Regions from separate parts of the Sus scrofa genome. Here region 2 is linked to region 1. Evidence: chromatin contacts called from public HiChIP or PLAC-seq data. All regions are on one chromosome and are shown on one strand. The core of a region is the stretch at or near the end of the contact, and the rest is flanking DNA. Distances in the headings are between cores, read along the strand shown. Region 1 has its middle 66 kb from the start of SLC1A3. Region 2 overlaps SLC1A3 (solute carrier family 1 member 3).

Evidence for each region. HiChIP or PLAC-seq counts read pairs in DNA pulled down with a chosen protein or histone mark.
Region 2: a contact with region 1 is called in an H3K27ac HiChIP or PLAC-seq map of skeletal muscle. The contact joins two enhancer-like sites. A contact is called at or near these places in 4 of 47 Hi-C or Micro-C datasets (fibroblasts, psoas muscle and skeletal muscle) and 2 of 2 datasets of contacts at active chromatin or transcription factors (alveolar macrophages and skeletal muscle).

The regions. Positions count from the first base shown.
Region 1 is chr16:21,805,064-21,809,718 of Sscrofa11.1, forward strand. No RefSeq gene overlaps it. Among named protein-coding and RNA genes, the nearest start is that of SLC1A3, 66 kb to the right of the region's middle. Within about 2 kb of position 2,833, at least 18 of the 83 cell types and tissues checked have an H3K27ac peak or open chromatin away from gene starts, as enhancers often do. A contact at or near this core is called in skeletal muscle, where this site is marked.
Region 2 is chr16:21,919,766-21,924,420 of Sscrofa11.1, forward strand. All of the region lies in intron 3 of SLC1A3 (solute carrier family 1 member 3), which reads left to right. Among named protein-coding and RNA genes, the nearest start is that of SLC1A3, 48 kb to the left of the region's middle. Within about 2 kb of position 2,111, at least 21 of the 83 cell types and tissues checked have an H3K27ac peak or open chromatin away from gene starts, as enhancers often do. A contact at or near this core is called in skeletal muscle, where this site is marked.

The DNA.
Region 1 (4,655 bases), core at 1,583-4,082:
TCATTAACTTTAAAGAAAAAAAATGTGTTGTGATGTTTATATTGCATATAAAAGTAAAATATAGAATAATAGCACAAAGATTAGAAGAAAGAAATGAAAATATTCTAATACTGATATGAAGTGGTATAATATCACATGAATGTTGGAGTTTCCTGGTGTCTGAGCAGGTTAAGGATCCAGTGCTATCACTGCTGTGGCTTGGCTTACTACTGTATTACGGGATTGATCCCTGGCCCGAGGACCCACTGCATATGTGGGCTAGGCACGTGAATATATACTATGATAAGCAACCACTACAAAATACAACAGAGTTCTAACTAATTAGCCAAAACTGGAAATACAATAGAATCATAAAAAGGTACTTAATCCAAATGTAGTAGTTTGCATCTACCAACATGGGTCACTATGCTGTACAGTAGAAATCGAAACGACACTGTAAATCAACTACATCCTAATTTAAAAAAAAATTTTTTTTAATGTACTTAATCCAAAAGAAGGGCATGCTCTGGTCTGAAGTTATTCCCCCCAAATTCCTATGTTGAAATCCTGCCAATCCCAGTTGGTGGTACAGGGATGTGGGGCCTTTGGGAGGTGATCCGTTTACAAGGCCAGAGCCCTTATGAATGGGCTTCATGCTCTTATTAGAGAAACTGCAGTGATATCCCCATCCACTTCCCCTGTGTGAGGATACAGCAAGAAGTCTGCAAATGGGAAGAGGGCCTTCACCCAACCATCCAGGCACTCTGATTTCAGACTTCCAGCCTCCAGGACTGGGAGGTAAAATTGTATTGTCTTAAGCCAGTAGCTTTGTGGTAATTTGTTACAGCAGCAATAGGAAATGAATCAAAATAAAGCTCGTGTAGCTATTTGAATATCCAACAGTTTCAACGTAAAGACCATTGCAAGGATAGGGAAGCTCATTACATAATGATGAAGAAGGCAGTTCTTCTAGAGGATGCGACAGCTCCAAAAATGTATGTACCTGACAACAGAGCTTCAAAAGTGCATGAAACAAAAAACAATAGGAGTTCAAGGAAAAATGAACCAAATCCATAGTTATAGCTGCAGATTTCAATGTCTACCTCTCAATAATTGATAGGAAAAGGAAACAGAAAAATCAGTTAAAAGATAGACATCTTGAACAACACTTACCTGTCAGCTTGACTTAACTGATATTTCCACAACAATCTATACAGAAGAATGGACATTATTTCCAAATGCTATGGAACATAGACCATCATCTGAACCCAGATGAACTGCAAAATAATTATGCTGAGTGAAAGAAGCCAGACCAAAATATAGTAGATATGTATGATTTATATACATTTCTAGAAGACAAAAATCTATTATGAGAGAAAGCAGACCCGCGGTTGTCTGGGGAGCGAGGTGAGTGGTGTGAAGGGTGGGCAGGAGGACGGGGGAGGGATGAATTGCGAAAGAGCAAGAAGAAATTTTCGGAGGTGATGAATATTTACCCTTTATCTTTTGTGTGTGTGTGTCTTTTTGCTATTTCTTGGGCCGCTCCTGCGGCATATGGAGGTTCCCAGGCTAGGGGTGCAGTCAGAGCTGTAGCCACCAGCCTACAGCAGAGCCACAGCAACGCAGGATCCAAGCCACATCTGCAACCTACACCACAGCTCACCGCAACGCCAGATCCTTAACCCACTGAGCAAGGCCAGGGATCGAACCCGCAACCTCATGGTTCCTAGTCAGATTCGTTAACCACTGCGCCACGACGGGAACTCCATTTACTCTTTATCTTGATGGTAGTGATGATTCCATGGGCTTATACATATGCCTAGACTTTAAATACATGGCAGTTTATTTTATGTCATTTGATAAACCAGCCGTCAATAAATTTTTTTCAATTTGAAGGCTTTGTTCTCAAACCCTCAACACAATCTACCTTTTTTTTTTAAGAGCTGTGCAGTTTTTTGGAGTTCCCGTTGTGCTCAGTGGTTAGCGAGTCTGACTAGGAACTATGAGGTTGTGGGTTCGATCCCTGGTCCCGCTCAGTGGGTTAAGGATCAGGCGTTGCCATGAGCTGCAGGTCAAAGATGTGGCTCGGATCCCATGTGGCTGTGGCTCTGGCATAGGCCAGCAGCTACAGCTCTGATTAGACCCCTGGCCTGGGAACCTCCATATGCCTTGCTAGAAAAGGCAAAAGGACACAAAAAATAAAAATAAAAAAATAAAAAAAAAAACAAGCATTAAAAAAAAAAAAATAAGAGCTGTGCAGTTTTATTTTTTGTTTTCATTTATTTATTTTCTCTTCTTAGGGCCACACCTGCAGCACATGAAGGGTCCCAGGCTAGGGGTCGAATCGGAGCAGCAGCTGTGGGCCTACGCCACAGCCGGAGCGACGCAGGATCCAAGCCACATCTGTGGCAATGTCAGATCCTTAACCCACTGAGCCAGGCCAGGGATGGAACCCGAATCCTCATGGACACTGTGTCAGGTTCTTAACCTGCTGAGCCACAACGGGATTTCAAGTTTGAACTTGAAAGACCATCCAGTTACATTAAAACAAGACCCACAGGGAACAAGGAGACCCGTGCCTCTGTGGGCACATTTACCCTGAAGAGGAGTAACAGGGAGGGAAGATGGAACGGAGGAGGCAGAGAGCAAAGGCAGAGCCTTGTCGGAGCTACCAAAGTGCTACCAACACAAAACCTGCTTCACTTGCCCGCCGTCTCCCCAGGCACTACGCCGAGTACAAAGTAAGTGAGATCCATTTTCTTTACTCCTGGCCTGACAGCTATTCTCTGGCCCTGAAGCAGAAGAGCGTGTTCCAGCTAGCTTGCTAGTTACACCATCCTGGCCGGGCCACACGCTCAGCGAGCTCCATTCCAAGTCCCTGCGTCCTGGCTAAGCCCCCAAGGGCATTGCTTGGAGCTTGCTATAGGCAGGCCAAAGGTTTGCATTTTTGTAGCTGGGGGACTTTACGACGGAGGGGCTCAGTCCAGGCGGCTGGAACACACAGGGAAGGTTTTGTTTGATCTATTAAGGCGATTGAGATGTTGTAACTCATTTGCAACCGATTTGATTTTATTCCAAAAGTATTTCCCTCCAGCCTAGACTTGGCTTAGGTGTCCTGGAAATCAGAAGAGCTGCATGTGGGTACAAAGTAATGAGGTCCGCAGGGTGACAGGAAAAGAACTCGAAGTCTCCTTGCATAGGAATATTTTAATTACTGTAGAAGTCACGCCTCCCTCCATCCGCTGGTGAGCCAGTGGCATTTCCTTCCACGGGGGCGGGGAACGGAGCTGCAGGGAATGCTGCTGGGGCTCTCAGAAATGCCACCACGGTTGCCATTGGCAATCCTTTCTTGTGCAATGCCCTTTCTCAGGAAGATGAATACGAGCTGTACGTACCCAGCGTCAATCAAACACTCGGCAACCACCGGTCTCATTAAGCAGAAACTGAAAGGCCCCCGGGGAAAGAAATAAATGCCCCTGACTCTGGGGTTCAGGGGAGAAGGGAGGAAGGGAGAGAAACTTCCTGCACTGTGAGGACCACTTCCAGGCAGAAAACCTGAAGTCCAGTGCAGAACATTGTTCTCCCTCCCGAGGGCAAAGCCCATTTTAAATTCCATCTCTTTGTCGCCCTGTTTCATCAGTAAAACCCCTCATTTGGGAGCCGCAGGCAGAAGGACTTAACCGCGGGCAAAGGTCTCCAGTGCTGGACAGGACAGCACTTGTGTCTCTTAGAACAGAAGATGCATCTGTGGAAAGGATGGGGCACCCGGGGTCTTCTAACCTAGATCTGCCTCGTAGGGGAGAGAAAATCATTTTCCCCCCACCCTTCCGAGTTCCTAGCTGAGACCTCGGTCATAAAAGACAGATGAGGAGTTCCCGTCCATAGCTCAGTGGTTAATGAATCCGACTAGGAACCATGAGGTTGAGGGTTTGATCCCTGGCCTTGCTCAGTGGGTTAAGGATCCAGCATTGCCGTGAGCTGGGGTGTAGGTTGCAGATGTGGCTCCGATCCTGCGTTGCCGTGGCTGTGGAGTAGGCGGGTGGCTACAGCTCCAATTGGACCCCTAGCCGGGGAACCTCTATATGCCGCGGGTGCAGCCCTAAAAAGACAAAAAGACCAAAAAAATAAATAAATAAAAATAAAAAAATAAAAGACAGATGAACAAGAGAAAAACAAACAGAAGTTTATTGACATGTATACTCGTGAACTCAGGGGAGACACCGGGGAAAAAAGGAGTAACTCAAAGAGGTGGCTTTAGAACTCAGGATAAAGTCCTGTCTTGACAGGGAACAGAGAGAGGGATGTAGGCCTCTCAGGGGAGAGTCAATGATTTGGGTAAAAGATGAATGGGCTTTTAGGAGAATAGGTGAGAGGTATGAGAGTTTATGACAAAGGGTTTCTGGGAGGCCTGCCGATTTTAAGGCTCCTCTCCTGGGATAAAAGTCAATCTTCCTCTGGTTGATGGAAACTCCGTGGGAGGGGATTGAGTTCCTTTTGAAGGATCTGTCTTCCAGCCCATAAGGGGAGACTGGGGAAAGCCTCTTCCTACATTCACCGTTTTTCAGAAGCCTCTGGCTCAAAATAATCTATATACCAAAGGGCATATTTGGGGGTGGCCTGTCCTGACTTCCCACAGTCATATTTGGAGGTGTCACATTCTGCTCCCCTTTGGCTTT
Region 2 (4,655 bases), core at 861-3,360, 110 kb after region 1:
CCACCCCGGCTCTTGATTCTACCTTAATTCTGACTTCCAGCTCTGACCACTGCTCCACCTGGTCCAGAGAACACCATGTCAATACTAATCTACAGCAACAAGGCCCTCTCTAGTCTCCCCGCCTCCCCCTACCCCCCAATGCCACAGGGACTCCCCCCCCCCTTTTTTTGTTTTGCTTTTTAGGGCTGCACCTGCAGCATATGGAGGTTCCCATACTAGGGTCAAATTCGAGCTACAGCTGCTGACCTACACCACAGTCACAGCAACGCCAGATCTGAGCCACGTCTGCGACCTACACCACAGTTCACGGCCACGCTGGAGCCTTACCCCGATGAGCAAGGCCAGGAATCGAACCCACAACCTCATGGTTCCTAGTCGGATTCGCTTCCGCTGCACCACGACGGGAACTCCACTTCCCCTTTTCTGACCTCCTTTCTTATATGAAGATGGTGTGATCTTGCTAAAACTCATCTCTGAACCTTTTCCCCATGTTGTTTCTGAAATAAAGGGCAGAATTCCAAGCATGACTTGTATGGCTTCTACTTACCTCTTTCCATCGCATTTCTCACTGCCTTTCCCCCATGTCTGCCTGGATTCTTCTCTTTACCTGAAACCCCACCTTGCCCTCAGCTTTTACTTCGGATGTCACTTGCTGCAGGAAACCTTACCTCCCCATGCTGTGTCATCAGGTGGCTCCATTGTCCTTCTCCACCTCTTCCAGCCAACTCTCAGTTTCATGAGAGCAAGAGACCATTTCGTTTGACCCTCCATCCCTGGGGCTGCAACCATCATTTTTTGAGAGCCCAGAAAGTCTTCCGGTTTACTTTTAGAAAATGTCACAAAACTCTCCATGTTCGTGTAAAAAAAGTGGTGTACGCTTTTATCAAAAGAGGTTGATAAAGGAAGCAAAAGGGGTCAAAGTTCCAAGGTGACCCAGCTCCTCCTGAAACCATTTATTTCACTGCTTCCCTTGAACAGCATCAGACCAGAAAGCCAGCATTTTGGACTCATGACTCAGAGAAATATTGCACCCTACTGCCAATTTATGCAGTTGGCTTTTTTAAGCAGGCAAAAAGAGCTTTGCTGTGCTTTTCCTGGAAAGATTCACGGATTCAGTCTTCAGTTAATATTTGGTGGCGTGCTTTCTAAAGCCACAGCATGCAATTCTGCCCTAGGACATGAGAGTGTGAGCTGTTTAAAACAGCGAGCATTACATGGAAGTTTTTGATTGCCAGTTAGTTCGCTTCCCTGATAGGCATTTCCGGATGTGAGGAAAGATTTATTTTGGCACCACCAGCTCCAACTGGTATGCGCGTGCGCGCCCCCTCCCCTCCCCCACACTTTCTCCCTCTGTGCTTAAGATCATTTGTCTTCAAAGTTTGGAAATTGAACTTATACTTCAGCAGAATAGCTGGCGCTGGTAACTTTCAAGGGGAGAAAAGGCATCTTTCCCTCCCCTGGAACTGAGTACAGCAGCTTAAAAATAGAACAATGTGTATTTGGCGTTTTTTCTTTTCATCCTTTGCGTCAATAGCAGGTGTACAGTTACAGACACAAAGAGCTAGATTCACGTCTTCTGCTCGCCTCCAGAGAATTCCCAGAGTTACCCAGGGAGCCAGCACTGGCCTAAAACGTTTAGTAAAAAGCAAGTAACCCAATATAGCTGTGTGTTACTAACGCGGCCCTATCACATGGCTTTATTATTCTTCCCCAGCCACAGTGACTCTAGGAGGCACAGTGGACGAAAACGTCACTAAGAACAATTCTTAGGTACCAGTAAACAATACAAAGTTAAAACCTGGAAAAGTCCGAATAGAGCCACTGGCCCGGCTGCAGTAAATTTCAGGCTTTGGAATGGTGAGCGTGAGGGCACTGACAATCGTAATGCTTCCACTGGAGAGCATAGGTACAGCTTCGTAAACTGAGTGTGAGATGTCAGACTGATTGGCTAGTTTGCCTTTCAATGCATTTTCTGAGCTATACTTCTTATGCTGCTTTATGACCTCTTAGAGGCACTGACCTCACAGGGGCTCTGTGAGTGAATTCCTCGGCCACTTAGCCGCATGTCCGTGGTCAGTAATGACCTTCCTTAACGAATCTGTACGCACGTAAATTTGCAGCGTGGAAGTGGCTTTAGCACATCTCCCGGCAGCTGCTTGCAGTTCTTTCACGTTCCTCCCTGAGGAAATGGTTCATAATAGATTTGAACAGATGCTAGGTGTTTGGCAGCAGAGGGAGGGGGTCTTGGTTTTCAAAATTTGGGATATTTTCATGTCTCATAATTAAAAAAAACCTTCCACTGCCTTCGATGTGTTCCAGTGGTCACAGAAATACCTAACCTCTGACTCCACACGTAGCCCTCTCAAGGTCTCCTAACCTATTTATTGGATCTGACGACACCGCTACTAAATCCTTGGCTCTCAGAGTCCAGTCTGGTAACATGCACAGGCAGCTCTGATTTGGCACTAAAATTGCTCCTTCTTCCCAAATGTGCTTTTCCAGTTGTCCCTACAGCAAAGTCAAGCATTGCCAGAGCTCCAGCTTCTAGGTTATGGCCCCACCTCCACCCTAGACCCTGGCCCCCCAGACCCCAGACCCCCTAACCCAGGGCTCTTCTTTTTTCTTCTGCCATACACACCTTCCTTCTCTCCAGGTCCCCGGAACATGGAGCCCGCAGCACTGCTCTGTGGGCAGGTGAGCCTAGAGGGCCAGCACTGGGTGGTATTTCTTCTGTGGCTCTGGGCCTGGCACGCAGTAAGTGCTCAATACATTTCTTTCAAATGAGCCAAGAATGGTTCGCTAAGAAAGAAGGAAAAAGTCATGTTTTCTTCTTCTTCTTTTTTTTTTTTTTTTTTTTTTTTGCTTTCTAGCGCCACATCCACGGCATATGGAATTTTCCAGGCTAGGGGTCAAATCAAGCTACAGCTGCTGGCCTACACCACAGCCAGAGACATGCAGGATCCAAGCCGGATCCTTAATCCACTCAGCAAGGCCAGGGATCAAACCTGCATCCTCATGGATGCTAGTTGGGTTCGATACCGCTGAGCCACCATGGGAACTCCCTCACGTTTTCTTCTTAATCTGCTTTAATGTCAGAATCTTCCTCGGGAGGAGATCCTTAGGCCTCTCCAAGGGCTGTTCTGGAGCATAGATTAAACTGTGTGTGCGTCCAGAAAAATCCACGGTGGCATCGGATAAGCCCGTGGAAATGTCCTCCTGCTTCCGAACGCTCAGCAGTAGGTTAAGGGGCACTTGAGTATCTTGCGTTTTGATTCCCCAGGGATGGCGATCCCACATCCCACCCACCTTCTTTACAGAGTTGATCTCCCTGCTAGAAACAGTGTACATCTCTACTCATCTGGAAGTTAGTCCCCAGGCATTTCAAGAGGCATTTTCCTGTGCTGTGGCCTCCATAAGGCTGTCAATACACTGCTCAGCAAGCTTGGGCTGCACCACTTCTTTTATTTCTCCCGTCAAACCTCGTCTAGCTCTGTGTTTTCACTGGATACGCGGTAAATGGTCCTGACAGCATCTGCCATATGTTTTCATGCTTCATTCCCTTCCTTGTCCTCATTGCTTCTGTGCTCTGAGTCATACACAGTGGCTATTGTCTAGTGGAGGTTGTTGATTCATTCAGCCTTGGCGCCTCCAGGCAGTGATGCTCGGTGCTGAAGAAGGAAGTCACAGAGCTGTGACACAGGGACTTGGGACCGAGGTCCTTCCTCCACAGAGAGAGGAGATACTTAATTCTGAAAAGGTGAAGAGGGGCCATGTAGTGGCAGGTATAGGACTCTATACACACACATACCCACATACACATATATATACCATTTATTTGTGATAAGAACCTGTTTGATTCTTTGGAATACACTCTTTGGAGCTATCAGACTAGTTTTTTGGTTTTGTTTGTTTGTTTGTTTGTTTTGTCTTTTTGCCATTTCTTGGGCCGTTCCTGCGGCATATGGAGGTTCCCAGGCTAGGGGTTGAATCGGAGCTGTAGCCACCGGCCTACGCCAGAGCCACAGCAACGCAGGATCCGAGCCGCGTCTGCAACCTACACCACAGCTCGTGGCAACGCCAGATCTTTAACCCACTGAGCAAGGGCAGGGACTGAACCTGCAACCTCATGGTTCCTAGTCAGATTCGTTAACCACTGCACCATGACGGGAACTCGAGTTTTCTTGTTTTTGTTTTTTTTAATTTTTTTTATTATAATCACTTTACGATGTTCTGTCAATTTCTACTGTACGGCAAAGAAACCCAGTTATACATATATATTCTTTTTCTCACATTATCCTCCATCATGTTCCCTCATAAGTGATTGGATATAGTTCCCTGTGCTATATACAGCAGGACCTCATTGCTTATCTACTCCAATGCAGTAGTTTGCATCTAATAACCCCAAACTCCCAGTCCATCCCATTCCCTCCCCTCACCCCCTTGGCAACCACAGTCTGTTCTCCATGTCCATGAGTTTGTTTTCTGTAGATAAGTTCATTTGTGCCTTATATTAACTGTTCTCTTTTTTTTTTTTTTTTTTTTGTCTTTTTTGCTATTTCTTGGGCCGCTCCTGCAGCATATGGAGGTTCCCAGGCTAGGGGTCTAATCGGAGCTATAGCTGCCAGCCTACACCAGAGCCACAGCAACACGCGATC